Regions from separate parts of the Mus musculus genome. Here region 1 is linked to region 2. A link is a contact called in public HiChIP or PLAC-seq data. All regions are on one chromosome and are shown on one strand. The core of a region is the stretch at or near the end of the contact, and the rest is flanking DNA. Distances in the headings are between cores, read along the strand shown. Region 1 has its middle 29 kb from the start of Tlr2. Region 2 holds the start of Tmem131l (transmembrane 131 like).

Region 1 (4,884 bases), core at 1,510-4,009, 230 kb before region 2:
TGTGTAGACAGGAGTCTAGCATGGCTGTCCTCTGAGAGGCTTCATCCATCAGCTTGGGGACTCCTCTTATGGAAGAGTGGGGGAAAGGATTGCGGGCCTTGAAGGGGAAAAGAACTCCAGGAAGACCGGCAGAGTCAACATGGACCTTTGGGGTCTCAGAGACTGAACCACCAGCCAAACAGCATAGACAGGCTGGACCTAGTCCTCCCCATACATATGTAGCAGATGCGCAGCTTGGTCTTCATGTGGGTCCTGAACAACTGGAACAGGAGCTATCCCTAAAGTTGCTGTCTGTCCATGGGATATGATCTTCTAGCTGGGCTGCCTTGTGTGGCCTCAGTGAGGGAAGATGCACCTAGCCCTACAGAGACATGATGTTGGGGGGAGGAAGGGGGACTCCCAGGGGAGGTGAAGATTGAGGAAAGGACTGTGAGAAGGTGTCTAGGGAGGAGGGCAGTGAGCAGGATGTAAAGTGAATAAATAAAAAAATGAAAAATAATTAATCTTTAAAAAGGAAGGAAGGGAAGGAGGAAGGAAGAGAGAGGGAGGGGAGGGAGGGAGGGAGGGAGGGAGGGAGGAAGGAAGGAAGGAAGGAAGGAAGGAAGGAAGGAAGGAAGGAAGGAAGGAAGGAAGAATAGTGGCTTGCTGATAGGTCTGCTCTTAAAGTACAACTGTTGAAAAAACAACCCTAACAACCATTGACTTACAGCCCATCAGCTCAGTCTGTCCGGACCCCCAGTAGTGTGGGTTGGACCCAGCCAGATTAAATGTACCTCCTGGAGGCCACTTGGACTCTGGTCAGTGGTACAGACACAGAGAACAAGGAAAGAGTGGGGTCCCTACACCATGCTCTCTGGAAAGGGGCACAAGTAGCTGAAGAGGAGAAAGAGGAAGGGGAACAGGAGAGGACGTGATAGAGGCAGGAGAGCTGAGCGGGAAAACTCACTGTTACCCAGGTAGGCATCCCAGAAGCTGCTGATTCACTGACTGACGATCCTCTAAGGCCTTTCATGGGGGCATGTGTTAGTAACAGCAGCCCCTGGGCTCCGTGTAACACAGTGTGATTTTCAGAGTGCTTTCTTCTCTAGGTTATGTTTGAAATCTAGGTCACCCTGCAGGATAGGGAGACAGCCCAGATTCAATGCTCCCAGTTTCACAACTATAGTGATACTTGTATGTCCAATGCACTTCACTATTGAGGCCCTACACGGCTTCCTCTGAAGCAGTCAGGTGAAAGGACCAGGCTTGGGCGTTCTGGGGTAGCCCCATGTGATCTTTTAGACAACTACCAATTTTCTCATCTGTAGAATTAACTCACAGCTGGTAGGTAAGCCATTGTTATGGAATAGACATGGTGGTGAGGTTGCTCTCCACCAGAAAGAGTGTGTGTGAAGCATTTAGTGAGTGATGGAGGTCCCAGGACTGAAGTTTATCTAGTTCAGCATCATACAGCAAACTGGGGCGCCATTCGAGGTCCCCATCACTGAAGGAGACTGTGTTTATTTCTCTGATAACTGGTGGCCTTGCTGCAGATGTGGGTTGACCCTTTGTACTTCACTATAACGCTCTACTGGTGGTGGTTTCTGTCTACGTGGGGAATGTTCTCCATGGTTACAAGTTACACCCTCTTCAGAGCTTCCTGGAGACTGCTCTCAGGGCAAACACCAAGGTGTGTATTCCAGTCACTCCTCGTGGTCATGTTTAGTTCATCTTTAATTTAGGCTGAAGTTTTTATTGGGTTGGTCTTGGGTTTTGTTCATTTGTTATTGTTCTTGTTTTATTTTAAAATAAGAATTCACAATATATGGCCCCAAACTCACAATCCTCCTGCCTCAGCCTCTCCCAAAGTTGGAATTAATATTTGTATCTTTCCTAGTATTTTAAATGATAGAACCAAATACCTACATAGGTAAGTGATGCTGAAAATAATCTGCAGGCTTGCACTAGCACGCCTAGCTTTATCTCTTTCTTGTAAACATTAAGGAATATATGGAATTTCCCTCATTCGTGGAGTGTCTACAGGTTTCTAGGCATCCCCTAATCCTTTTTTTTTAAACCTTTGCAGTAAAAACATGTAGACCCTGGCTATCACAGCATCAATCCACATATCCTGTGCAATGGGGACTGACTTGTCTCCTGTAGAGTTCATAGCTGCAGACTTCAGTTGGCAGAGGCAGGAACAAAAGGAAGTGAAACTACTTCTTCTTTAAATCTCTAGAGCACTGTTTGCATGATTATTTTTAGCTCAGCGTTTTGTTTTATTCTCCTGTAAGTTGGGTCAAAAGCACTTTAAAGCCCGCAAGGACTGAAGGTTTACGATCTGACCTGACCATACCTAACACATCAGAAAAACGCGGAAGCGTGTCTAACAAGTGGGGTTTTAACATCGAGGGGCAGCCACCATCCTCTTGGGGTTTACACAATTCCCTGGGATCCTCCAGGCTTATATGGCCTCAGATGAGCTCTTTGTCCCTTCATCTGTGAGTGGGGTGCACGTCCTCACTGAGCAGCCCCTCCAGTAAGGACAGGAGAGAGTGTGTAGTGTTCACTGTTTGTGAGACAGTGGTGAAAATTTACCCTGTTGGAGAAAACAAAATCATAGGCTTCAGGGATACATAGTCATGATATTTCTCTCTGTGTGGATTTGCTTCCCCCTGTTAAATACTAAGAAAGATAAAACAAGAAGTTTTCCTTTTTAGCTTGGAAGAGGGGACATATAGAGTGAGAAATGTTTAAATAAACATGATGGTAACTATAACATACATTTTCTTTTGAGGAAGTTTATGAGTTTTAGGCCAGCCTGGAATACATAGTGAGTTTCAGATAAGCCTGTCTCAAAAAAACCCAAACCAAAACAAAAAAATCAGCTACATGACTGCCAGGTTTGCAGATAGTTAACTTAATTGCCAATTTGGAAGCCCTTGGGAGCAATGTCAGGAGACTATTTAGACATGCCAGAGGTCTTAGAAAGCTTTTTAAAGTCAGTAAAAAGTGAAAACATGGCCACCTCTCTCCTGACTACCAAATGCTATTTAAGATTTGTCAAAGTGTTTTGGGTTGCAGAATCCAAATGTGCTTGGCACTTGTACTTGGAGCAAGTAGTTCCCTGGCAAGGAGGGCATTTTACTTTCCCACTGTATAATGAATTCTCCTAGCTCAGTGCAGGCTCCTAAGCAAGTCAGCTCACCCAGTGCAGATACTTCACTACAGGAGTTACTCAAATTGGCTTTGCTAGCTTTTGTGACCCAGATAGCTCAGGTGTCCAAGATACCAGGCTATCTATGTCTGTGCCCACAGCAATCCCTTTCAACTCCTGCCTGCTCCAGACTCCATATACCTCAAGTGCTGCCCAAAGTCAAGGTTCCCACCGTGTTCCGAAGCAGAGTTTCTTAAATGTTTTCACCCCAAAACTTCTTCTGTGACCTCCAGGTATACAGGTATATAAAACACATGTGTGAATCCAACATTTACCAATGATAAACCACACGGTTTATCTTAAAGCAATTATTTGCTGAACCTTTACTTTTGCTCTTTGCTAAAGATTAACAGCTGCGCATGCTGAAATGGATTTGGTTTTAACACAGCACACTGCAAAATGGCATTAATTGGATATTTACATGCTGAGAAATGATGGTAGGGTAATATTTTCATATGGAGGCTGTTCTGAGGCAGGAACACAGTCTCTTGCCTGAAGTAAATTCAAGCAGCCCAGAAGCTCCAGGTTCTACTGTTCCCAGAAGTATGTGTAGCCCAATACGCAGGGAGATGAGCGTAGGGATAATCTATTTGTGACACTGATGCAGTATGTTGGGGACTTAGTGTGCCCAGTCTTTTCTTTTTTTTTTTGTGCCCAGTCTTTTCAACATGAATGCATTGTATATATAATATGTACATGTAGAATATATATATTCACACACGTACATATCTTTCAGGTCAGTGTTAGGAACTAGCCCCATCACTGTCACTTTACCAAATGAGGCAGTCATGGAAGAACTGTCAAGAAAGTTCACCAAGGCCCGTGGTGCCTAGCCACAGATGACAGTCTACCAAGTTCTGTCTCCAAAGGCATGTCACTTGGCATAGAGTGGCCTTGCAGTTCAAGATGCTGTTAGCCAGGAACATCTCCTGTATAGACCTTAGCCTAAGAAAGATCCTGATTATGTGTGGAGTCCAAGGAACCTATTGTATGTTGCTATCTGGGGCTGAGGCTTGGCCAGGAGGAGCCTCTAAATCCTTGTTCACATTCCTAACAGCATTAGTTTTGTAACATAAACCTCCACGTTGAACTAGTTGCTTTTGCAACGATGTAAACTGCTCATCACAGACAGATCAGAGTAACTGATGGCTCAAGTACCTCTCAGCAGAAAGACCTTACCACCTTCTCTGGCCTTCTTTAGAGACACCATAGTCTCCTGGTATACTGGCTGACTTTGACACAAGCTGGAGTTATCACAGAGAAAGGAGCCTCCCTGAAGGAAATGCTTCCATGAGATCCAGATGTAAGGTATTTTCTCAATTAGTAATCAAGTGGGGAGGGCCCATTGTGGGTGGTGCCAACCCTGGGCTGGTAGTCTTGGGTTCTATAAGAAAGCAAGCTGAGCAAGCCAAGGTAAGCAAGCCAGTAAGAAACATCCCTCCATGTCCTCTGCATCAGCTCCTGCTTCCTGACCTGCTTGAGTTTCAGTCCTGACTTCCTTTGCTGACGAACAGCAATGTGGAAGCATAAGCTGGATAAATCCTTTCCTTCCCAACTTGTTGGTCATGGTGTTTTATGCAGGAATAGAAACCCTGACTAAGACACCTGGGAACAAAAGCCAATGTGTGCAGCGGGGCCGGTGTCTGATCCACAGACTCTACCATTGCCTGCCCCTCCATGGGCATAAG
Region 2 (4,660 bases), core at 1,307-3,806:
AATCTTGCCCCCAGGAATTCTGCTTCCTGGGACACTTGGGAGACGCTCTCACTTGGTAAAAACTGGTGGTTGGAGCCAGGTCCAAGGGAAGACATGTAGCTCTAGCTAACTCAAGGATGAGACAGGAGGATGGCTTGAGTGGAGGACTCTGAGTCAGCACTGCAAGACCTTATTTTAAAACAATAGCAAACACCCAGAATGGAGAGAGAGAGTATATCATGACTATAGTCAAAGCGTCACAGTATCCAAGGTGCCAAGACCAGGAATGATACTCAGCATACTACAGTGCACAGGGAAGCCCCCACAATGAAGAGTTCTCTGGGTCAAAGGTTGCTCGTGCTACTGTTAAGCAACTGATATTCACAAATAGGACTATTTAAAGTAAACACACCAAGTGCTAAGTGTAGGGTCTCAGTTAAAGTTACAACTGATTTTGGCTTTGAGACTTTTGTTGTTTTTTGTGGGTTTTTTTTTCCCCCGGTTTTGGTTTTTATTTCCTCTCTTTTCAAAACAGATGTATTATTTAGAATCAAGGGTTAAAAATTCATTTGGGAATATACATTTAGGAGAAAGGACTACTTGCTAGCAGGGCTTATTCTCAAAGGGTGGGTCTCCTGGAGCCTGCTGGCCTTCCTGAAAGATCTGGGGAAGTGTCTCTGAAAAATCACCTCTGCCTGTAAGCTGTTATTCATTGGCCCTGGTCAAAATGAATATTCCAAATATCTCAAAGCCAGCACTGTTGCCGCTTCAGTGAGAGGGAGAACAGTAAACCTTGAGACTGCAGAGAAGTTAGAATTCAACATCCTGATTTTAATGCTGCTACCAGCATGGGAAGCAATAAACAATTTAAACAGGCAAGCCTAATGTTCTCTTATCACTGCAAACACACACCCCCCAAATGCATTTGGGGTCTCTACTACACTGCTGGTGAAAACAGTCATCAAGATTATGTTTTCAAAATTATGTGTAAGTGGGTACCTTTTGCAAGTCAGTGAGAATTTCTTGCATAACTGAAACATGCAATTCAAGACAAAAGCTTTGCAGTACCACATCCGTTGCAGCCTGAAGCCCTCTATGCTACAGATTCCCAATAAAACGTTAGCAATTATTTTTCCACATGTAATCATTATATCATCGTAGGGGGGTGAAAAAACCTGAAATTCAGGTTCTTAAGTGGGTGTGTTCTAACAGGAATTAAAGACATTTGGAGAAATTCCAAGATTATACTCCTTTAAAGTCACTTCTTCATCCCAAAGCTACTTAGGCTAATGGCAAAGTACCACTCACTAACATTTATGAAATCAATATTCCCATTGTGTTCAACCCTCCAGCCACTTGCCATCCACACCACACCCGCCTGCTTAGAGACAGCCGTGGAGACCCAGAAGCGAGTCCTCCGCCCACCCTGGCCCACTAACGAGCCAAGGAAGTCGCCACTAGCCAGGCGCAAGGCTGTGAGACACACAACCCTGCTGAGGTGGCCTGGACACCCACCTTCTGAACTTGGGGCGGCCCTGACTCACACCCTGTCACATGGCGCGGGAGCCAGGCTGAAGAGCCACCGTTGCCAGGTGTTCAGGCTCGGCACGACCGTTTATTTGCCTTGCAAAGTGACCCGAGCGCTCCTGTGCCATTGGGGGGAAGGCCGGCAACCTCCAGGCCTCTCCTCCCTCACACGCCCACACCCGCCCTGTCACCGGTCCTCCTCACCTGAGTGGGCAGCAGGAGTTCCCCTTCTTCTGCCTGCCACAGCTCCACCACGTTCGGCAAGGGCTCAAACGCTGCACGGACACCAAAAAAACACACCGCGTTTGTAATGCACGGCAAAGAAACGCTTCCTGTTTCCTCGCCCGTCCCCTCGTGCCAACCGCCTGCCCCCAAACAAGTCTCCTTCTCCCCTCGCAGGGCAGGCCACCCGAGGGGTGAGCCGAGGATGCAAATACAATGCCCAGCCGGACCCCGGGGTCCAGAAGATGAGGGCGTGCGGGCTTGGTCAAGACCAGGGCATGAGGCCGCCGCACCAAGCACGGCGCGACCCCCAAGCCACCGGGCTGGGGGAAACAAAGCTGCAGGAAGCCGGGCGCGGCGAGGCACCCGCGCGCCACACAAAGCGGGGGATGCGCCCGGGGCGCAGGGGCCCGCGCACAAAGGCTCCGGGGCGTGCGCGGCTAGCGGTCCCTGAGCCCCACGCTGCCCGCTCCTGGCCCGGCCTAGAGTCGCCGAGGGGACGCTGCGGTCGCAGGGCTGCAGCAGCCCGTCTTCCCCAGCCGCCCGAGTCCCCTTCCTCCGCGAACCCTCACAGATTTCAACAGTTCCCTAAAAGAAAGGGGGGGCGGGGCGGCGGGGACAGCCAGCCCCGACGACGGGCTGACCTTGTCCCTGAGCCCCTCCCGGACGGCAGCAGGACAGCAGGACCTGGAAGACGCCCAGCAGAAGGTTCACGGCAGCGGCCGTGCGGCGGTAGGCGCCGGACTGCGGGCGCCGGAGCCCCGCCATGCTGGTGCTCGCCGCGCTCGCTCGCAGCGATCTTGTTCTCTTGTTTGGTGGCGCCGCGGCCGCCAGGCCGCGCCCCGGGCCCGCCCCCGCGCCCTGGCCCCGCCCCGCCTCCGGGCCCGCCCCCCGCTGTTGGGCCCGCCCCCGCAGCTGTTGGACTGCTGCTCAGCGCCGGCGCGCCGCTTGCTCCCGAGCGCGTGTGCTCCGCAGATAGAAGGGGATGGAACGCGGCGGGGAGCGGAGGGACGAAGACAATGCGAACGCTCACAGCGCGCAGCACGTGCCCGAGGGCCCCCAGAAGCTTGACTCTGGGGGCTGGGGCTCGCGGCCCACGGGGAGAGGGTGTTGTCGTGAACTTTCATGAGGTTCTCTTTGTCGATGACACCCGGGCCACGGTGGGGGCACTAACCCCCCGGGGGGAGGGGTCCTGGGAATGAATCGTAGCCCAGCGCTTGGCCTTGAACAGGATATTAGTGGAAATATTGCTGTGGTTGTCAGGAAACGCGAGTGCAGCCGCACAGCTACTGCCTGTTATGCAGCGAGGATATCCGGTGGCTGCGAGGTCTGTAATTTAGAATAAAAAGCTCTCCCAACACCCGAGAGGCTGACCTCAGCGCCGCGTGGCGGTAATGCGCTCAGCGCCCTCTGTGGAGACGGTCCAAATCCTGACAGGTGGGAGAGCTTAGGTTAGACCTTCAAGAGCCCTGCAGATGGACCTGCAGAATCAGACTGCAAAAGTGAGCCAGCCACTTGCTAAACGTAGTTGAAGTGGAGGGCACAGATCGCCTGCCAGTTAACAATATTAATAAGTAGTGTAAGTCATACTTGGAAATTTATTTTCTGCCTCTGTTTTTTTTTTTTTTAAGTTGATTTGCTGTGTGCAGCAAACGTAGCTCGTATGAAACTCAGAGACTGTGAGCTTCAGGAAGTGATGGTGTACACCTGTCTGCTTACATTGATCTTCTGTTTAATTGCTTCTGGAGCCTTCCAGTCTAGACTATGGGAAAAAATGTAGTCTCATAGCAGGTCAGATGTTGGTCAAGGACAATATGAATGATGGATGCTCTCTTCATAATACCATACTGTGAACCTAATCTCTTTGTCTGGATGTAACTCTAAATGAGGTTAAACCACCTGATTTCTTTGCCATACTTAACACTTGATAAAAGCAAATGTCCACATGGAAATGTCATTTTGCTTTGTCCAACTTGAGCAGCTCCAATTATTTCTTACTCCCCCCCCCCCCAGATTGCTTGGGTGCATCCCTGGCAAGGATGTCCTGTCCTATCCCATTGGACCCTTTTTTTCCTCTTCATTTCACTTCTCTGGGTTTCTATTTGCCCCTCGGATACTGAAATTCCCTCACTGCATTCAAGGGTCTCAGAAAATCGATGGTATGTCCCGGCTATCGCATGCAAAGCTCTTGGTTCAGGTCACAGTACCACAAAACCAACACATGTTTCAGCCCACACTAGGTGTTTCAGTTTTTACTATTTATTATGTAAATATTAAATGTTAATTTTAATGTTAATTAATTTTAAACCCATACTAAGAAAACAAGCAAATATTGACAGGTATAATTTAAAAGTCATGATGCAAAACTCCACCGATTTTTAAATTATTTTACCTTTTTACTAATAAAATCTCACATTAAAAAAGTATCACACTCTCAAAGAGAACTACTTAAAAGACTGAGGAATATTACCGTAGGCCATATTTGAGTCTGCTCTCATTTATTCTCCTACCAAAGGTTTTCCAGGGCAGACTGCTACTTCCGTGTTGGGTTCTTTACAAAGTGGGTAACTGACCGTTATTCACGAAGCCAGAAGCGTGTATCTGCAGTGCCACGAGACTGGAGAAGGATCCAGGACCACACAGCTGTCTTCTTAGATAAATCTGACCCACTTGGCCTTCTCTGGAGGGATGTTTCGTGCTGACTCACGAGCAACAGGAAGGTATGGTCCAATAAGCAGCTCCCATGTTTCAAGGTAAAATTGTTTTCCAAAGACAGCACCTATGTATTTGTGCTGTGTTCCTGCTATCCCTGTTAATGACAGAGCCACAGACTGTTAGAGCTGAGAAATTGAGGAAAATCTTTATTCTTTTTATTTAGCTTCTGTTGTTGTTGTTAAATCTATGTCATAAACTAAAAACAAAAAGCAAAACA

What was found. HiChIP or PLAC-seq counts read pairs in DNA pulled down with a chosen protein or histone mark.
Region 1: an H3K27ac HiChIP or PLAC-seq map of microglia shows a contact between it and region 2, with 8 times the contacts expected there. The contact joins the enhancer-like site here to the promoter of Tmem131l in region 2. A contact is called at or near these places in 3 of 39 promoter capture datasets (the C10 cell line, cranial neural crest and pre-B cells), 1 of 484 Hi-C or Micro-C datasets (B cells), 2 of 115 datasets of contacts at active chromatin or transcription factors (memory CD8 T cells and microglia) and 1 of 9 other capture datasets (adipose tissue).

Annotation. Positions count from the first base shown.
Region 1 is chr3:83,809,957-83,814,840 of GRCm38.p6, forward strand. It overlaps the pseudogene Gm7115. Among named protein-coding and RNA genes, the nearest start is that of Tlr2, 29 kb to the right of the region's middle. Within about 2 kb of position 2,760, at least 59 of the 459 cell types and tissues checked have an H3K27ac peak or open chromatin away from gene starts, as enhancers often do. A contact at or near this core is called in B cells, adipose tissue, memory CD8 T cells and 2 more, where this site is marked.
Region 2 is chr3:84,037,605-84,042,264 of GRCm38.p6, forward strand. It overlaps Tmem131l (transmembrane 131 like), which reads right to left and starts at 2,557. Exons shown (of 35, transcript NM_172681.4): 1 at 2,373-2,557; 2 at 1,711-1,781. The coding sequence starts at 2,496. It overlaps Gm30352 (a long non-coding RNA gene), which reads left to right and starts at 2,617. Exons shown (of 4, transcript XR_867387.3): 1 at 2,617-3,307; 2 at 4,244-4,448.